2 separate regions of the Sus scrofa genome follow, and region 2 is linked to region 1. The links are chromatin contacts, called in public targeted proximity ligation maps. All regions are on one chromosome and are shown on one strand. The core of a region is the stretch at or near the end of the contact, and the rest is flanking DNA. Distances in the headings are between cores, read along the strand shown.

Evidence for each region.
Region 2: a contact with region 1 is called in a targeted proximity ligation map of alveolar macrophages. A contact is called at or near these places in 2 of 47 Hi-C or Micro-C datasets (embryonic fibroblasts and fetal heart ventricle) and 2 of 2 datasets of targeted methods (alveolar macrophages and skeletal muscle).

What each region holds. Positions count from the first base shown.
Region 1 is chr4:82,911,138-82,914,022 of Sscrofa11.1, forward strand. DCAF6 (DDB1- and CUL4-associated factor 6) reads right to left here. Exons shown (of 19, transcript XM_021089469.1): 19 at 439-906. The coding sequence ends at 842. Among named protein-coding and RNA genes, the nearest start is that of GPR161, 68 kb to the left of the region's middle.
Region 2 is chr4:83,200,427-83,203,785 of Sscrofa11.1, forward strand. It overlaps ADCY10 (adenylate cyclase 10, soluble), which reads left to right. Exons shown (of 32, transcript NM_001204392.1): 31 at 2,868-3,056. Among named protein-coding and RNA genes, the nearest start is that of ADCY10, 97 kb to the left of the region's middle.

The DNA of each region.
Region 1 (2,885 bases), core at 179-2,678:
ATGGCCTAAGTCGAGTGAAGAGGGACACCAGAGGTGAGGAAGACCAGGAACTAGAAGACTGAACGGTCAATAGCTTTTAGATGAAATCTAGACATTGGAGTTGGGAAGGCCAGAAGCCAGAGGTCTCGGAACTAGCTTGTGCTAATGTGGTATGTGAATGTCCATGATGCTGTGGGATTGCTCGAAGTCTAACTCCTATACATGGGGAATGAGGGACCACTAATCATGAGAGACGATGACCAGAGGTGGAGGTAAAGTGCTTTAGAAGGAGAAATGAAAACAAAGCTCCTCTATGTGATTCGGTCACACAGAAGTCAAAACAGAAAAGGTTATTAAATCTAGAAAAGAATAGAGAAAGACAATCTTTTTACAAGGAAAGATTTAGAAAATGTGGTTCAAGGTAGCAAAGCATTTAAACAAAAAGACAAATTCAGGATATCTTAAAACAACCAAATTCTTTAATTAGAAAGCAACAAACATGCAAATGGCAAGTGTAGAAATTTATTTGAACCAACATTTTCACTATAATGAAAATTACTCTTCAACATTGATCCAAGCTCCCACATCTGAAGGTTAGGGAAAATATTGCACTTTGCATTTTCTAGCACTCCTCATACACGGCAAAAAGTTTTTAAAACATTTTGCTAGTTTTGTATTACACACGCTCCCAAATTCATGCACACAATCATTTCAAATCAATGTTAGGTTATCCCCCCAAAAGGGAAAAACTCCAAAAAAACCCATAACCTTTAAAATTGCACTAAAGCTCTGTAAAGGAAAAAATATAATAAATGTCTTATACAAATTTCAGAACATCTAAGTGCTTGCCAATAAGAGTTGATTATTCCTCATCCTCATTTTCATTCTCCTGACCAGAGCCTTCCGATCTGTCACCCTCCAGTCGGTCTGGAAAACACAGATATGAGACAGAAAGAAACACCTTTAATATTACAATTAAATAATTTTCAGTGCCTTTTACTTAAAATTAACTAGAATTTATGTAATTCCACACAGCATCATGTAAAAGTCAATTCACAGCTGTGTGTAGGTAAGTTATTTTTTTTTTTTTGGCCTCTAGAGACAAAAGACTAAAGGAAACACAGCATTATTAACTTTGAGTATTCATAACTTAAAAGATATGAAAATTATTTAAAAAAAAAAGCCAAACCCTAAAGATCTACAGCAGTGGTTTTCACACTGTTCCTTGGCACCTAGGAGCCCAAGGAGGTGTATCAGTTGTCACCAAGGGGAGTTTGAGGGAAGCTGTGTGAGAGAACCTGGGGACCATTCATGAGGGTCTGTGTATTTCTGTTTATAAAAATATTTCTTAAACATCTGCTGTGTTCCAGGAGACAATGGTGACCAAAATAGTCACAGTCTCTGACCTCAAGGAGCTTATCTAGACTGAACACTCAAGTGCGCGTATAATTACAACCTGGCAGGCGGGCACAGCATGTCCTCTCGAGTTTCCTGATTTACACTTGCTGTTCCTCTGCTTGGGACACTTTCACCCAGTTCTTCGGCTATAAAGGTTCTGCTTACTCATCGCCATACAACCGTTATCCCCCTCTGTGAAACTCTTCCTAGAATTTTTACAGCACCCAACTGGCAGAATTATAAACTAACTCCTTCATTCACATTCCAGAATATTTTACCTGTACAAAGATGATTCTAATTGCTATAATGGTTAGACTGCAAATCTTCTTGCAGCCTAGTCTGAGCTCTTGGGAGAGGAGTTTTTTTGGGTTTTTTTTTTCTTCTTTTATGGTTGCACCCACAGCAATGTAAATTCCCAGGCCAGGAACTGAATCCCAACCACAGCTACAGCAACACCAGATCTTTTGACCCATTGCACCACAGTGGGAACGCCTAGGAGTTATCTCTTTTTATCTTTATTGCCTCAGAACCTATTACAAGATGGTCAGTGAAAGTTTACCAATAGGGAGTTGCTGTTGCGGCTCAGCGGAAATAAATCTGACTAGTGCCCATGAAGATGTAGGTTAGATCCCTGATCTCACTCAGTGGGTTGGGGATCTGGCGTTGCTGTAAGCTGTGGTATAGGCCAGCAGCTATAGCTTTGATTCCCCTGGGAACTTCCGTGTGCCGTGGGTACTACACTCAAAAGCAAAATAAATAAGCAAACAGTTACCAGATAAATGAATATAAGTTTTACTAAGAAAATATACATTACATTAGCTTATGTAAAAAAGGCAACAGTATCAAATCTCTACCACCACTAAGATGGAAACCTTTCTGCTACAGAAACATTCCTCCAAGGTAACCTGGGGGAAAAAAGATTAGACCTAGGGGATGTTCAATCCCACTATCAATACCAAGAGAAGACTGAATCCTGAGATTTTATTTATTATCTACAGAAGCTTAAACACTTGCACTGATTCTAGGTCAGTGACACCTTTGTACAGAATGGACTGGATGTTTAATTATCCATGTGAATTAACAGATAAATCCTCGCTATGCTGATTCCATTTTGATGTCAAACTAATGAGCTATGTATGTGCGTATGACCTGTAACCTGAATTACATAAATTGTAGTTATTATTTTGGGTCTCACCTGCAGCATGTGGAAATTCCCAGGCCAGGAACCGAACCTGTGCCACAGCAGCGACCTGAGCTGCTGCAGTGACAATGCCAGATCCTTAACCTGATGTGCCACAAGGTAACTTCAAATTTTAACTGTTATTATATAAAAAGTATTCAATACATATTTGTAAGACAAATGAACACAAAAGATTATAACAGACCTTCACAGATCTATGGAATCTCGACACAGTGGAAGACTTTCTGATCAATAAAGGGCTATTTAAGGATGTTAGTAGAAAAGAGATTATACTGTTTTTATTGTGTGATACACTTCTATAAGAGAA
Region 2 (3,359 bases), core at 70-2,569, 290 kb after region 1:
AAGTCAGAAAGACAAAGACAGACACCATATGATATCACTTATACATGGAATCTAAAATATGGCACAAACGATGTATCTACAAAACAGAAACAGATCACAGACATGGAGGACACACTTGTGTGTGCTGGAAGGAGGGGGAGGGAGTGGGATGGATTGTGAGTCAGGGATTAGTAGATGCAGACTGTTGCATTTGGTGTGGATGGGCAATGGGATCCTGCTGTATAGACCAGGGAACTATATCCAATCACTTGTGATTGTTTAGGATGGAGGATAATGTGAGAAAAGGAATGTATATATATATATATATATATATATATATATATATATATGTATAACTGGTTCACTTTACTGTACAGCAGAAATTGGCAGAACATTGTAAATCAACTATACTAATTAAAAAAAGTTTGGGTTTTTTGGTTTCTGAACCGAACTTGGGTCAGCTTACACAGCAAAGCCAGTTTACTGACACTGGGTAGTGGTGAAGGAAAGTACAGCATTTATTGTAGGGCCCAGGAAGGAGAATAGGCAGCTTATGTTCAAAAGATCCAAACTCCCCCATGGCTTTCAGGGAAGGGTTTTTTAAGGCAACATTTGGGGTGAGGGTGGCAGGGAGTTTGACTTTCTTCTGATTGATTGGTGGTGAGGTAACAGGGTGATGTTTCAGAAATCCTAATCATCAACCTTCTAGGGTCTACATCTTGTGGTCAGCATGTAGTCACCATCCTCCATCTAGGTGGGGGTGGGGTCTTAATTTCTGCAGAACCACTCAAAGTATGTGTCAGATTATGTATATCCCTTGAGGAGGAAGTATGACTGTTTTATCGCTGAACTATTTTTTCTTGACTGTTATTCTTCATTCTCTCACTTCCCTAATTAGTAACAAAGTCTGCTCTTTGGAACTGAGGGAAGGCCTTGGAGACCAAAGCCTTTTTCTGCAAACAAGAAATGGGGGAGGAGTTTCCGTTCTGGCGCAGTGGAAATGAAACCGACTAGGAACCATGAGATGGGTTAGGCATTGCCGTGAGCTGTGGTGTTGGTCACAGACGCAGCTCGGATCCTGCATTGCTGTGGCTGTGTTGTAGGGTGGCAGCTGTATCTCTGATTCGACCCCTAGCCTGGGAACCTCCATATGCTACAGATGTGGCCCTAAAAAGACAAAAAAAGAAATGGGGGATACAGAAGGACTTTTATACATTCCTGCTTGGTTTCAGTTCCCCCCCCCCACCCTTTGATACTCTTCAGTCCTGAGGGGAACTGGGGGCAGGACAAGCAAGAGAATGAAGTTTTCAATAGGTTAATCATAAACGTGGCAGGAGAACTTAGTTTCATAGGGACTTGGTTTCATTTTTAAAGTGGTTGCCAAGAAAGGTTAGTGAGCCCATCCATATCACATTCTTGGTCTGGGTAGGCCACTGGGGCTGCTCTATCTGACATTTATCATCTAATCTCCACTACTTACCAGCATGTCTCTGTAATATGCTTTTTCTTCTTTTAAATTTAAAATTATAGTTATTTACAATGTTCTGTCAATTTCTGCTATACAGCAAAGTGTTATACATATATCTGTATCCACTCTTTTTCTCATATTATCTTCTATTATGTTCTATCACTAATGATTGGATATAGTTCCCTGAGCTATACAGCAGGACCCCATTGCTTATCCGTTTTAAATATAATAGTTTGCATCTACTAACCCCAAACTTCCTGCCCATCCCACTCCCACCCACTTCCCTCTTGGCAACTACAAGTCTGCTCTCCATGTCCGTGGGTCTGTTTCAGTTCTGCAGAGAGGTTCATTTGTGCCATATTTTAGATTCCACATATAAGTGATGGCACATGGTGTTTGTTTTTCTTTTCTGTCTTTCCTTTCTTTCTTTTTTTTTTTTTTTTTTTTTTTGGCTTTTTAGGGGCCCTACCCACAGCATATGGACGTTCCTAGGCTAGGGGTTGAATTAGAACTGCAGCTGCTAGCCTACACCACAGCTACAGCAATGTGGGATCCAAGCCATGTCTATGACCTACACCACAGCTCACAGCAACATGGATCCTTAACCCACTTAGCAAGGCCAGGGATCAAACCCACTTTCCTCATTGATACTAGTTTGGTTTGTTACTGCTCAGCCACAACGGGAACTCTAGTTTTTGTCTTTCTCTTTCTGACTACTTCACTTGGTATGGGAATTTCTAGTTGCATCTATGTTGCTGCAAATGGCATTATTTTGTTCTTTTTTATGGCTAATATTCCATTGTGTATATGTACCACATTTTCTTAATCCATTCATCTGTTGATGGACATTTAAGTTGTTTCCATGTCTTGGCTTTTGTGAATAGTGCTGCAGTGAACATAGGGGGGTGCATGTATCTTTTTTTCTTTTCTTTTTTTTTTTTTTTGTCTTTTTAGGGCCACACCCATGGCATATGGAAGTCCTCAGGCTAGAGGTTGAGTTAGAGCTGCAGCTGCCGGCCTCCGCCAACAGCAATGTGAGATCTGAGCCATATCTGCAATCTATACAATAGCTCACAACACCAGATCCTTAACCCACTGAGCAAGGCCAGAGATTGAACCTGTGTCCTCATGGATACTAGTTGTTACCACTGAGCCGAAACAGGAACTCCCTTTATGTATGTTTTTGAACAAAAACTTTCTTCAGATATATGCCCAGGAGTGAGATTGCTGGATCATATGGTAGTTCTATATTTAGCTTTCTGAGGAATGTCCATACTGTTTTCCATGGTGGTTGTACCAATTTACATATGCTTTTTCACTTGATTGCTTCTATCCTTGAAATGATACCAAATTATCTGAGAAGGAAAAATCATGGCAGTCAAGGACCCCTTTCTGATTCTGATATATTTCCTTTTCTTAGAACTTGGAGAGTTTGATTGCTCAAAATACCACTGGGCCTGTCTTCTACCCAAGGCTCTACCACCTGATGGCCTATGTCTGTATACTAATTGGAGATGGGCAGAACTGCGACCTCTTCCTGAACACAGCCTTACAGCTCTGTGAGACACAAGGGAATGTGCTGGAGAAATGCTGGATGAATATGAGCAAAGTACGTACTGTCTGCTAGCAAGCTGGGGAAGCGGGTGCTCTCAGGGGATGCAAAGGAGCCCCAGAAGCCCACTGCCATCAGAGGCAGTTCTGGACTCTTACTGAAAGGGGTGACATGTCCATAGCTTAGGTATTTGCACTTCTTCCCCTTTGGGTTCTCATGGGATCTCCCCCTCCTCCAAAACTCCTTTGGCAAGATCTCTGCATTCTTGTGACCCTCACCACTTTGCACTTTGTGTTACATTCATATGCATGTCCTGCCTCCCCCAAGAACATGAACTCTCAAGAAGCAAAAACTACTTAG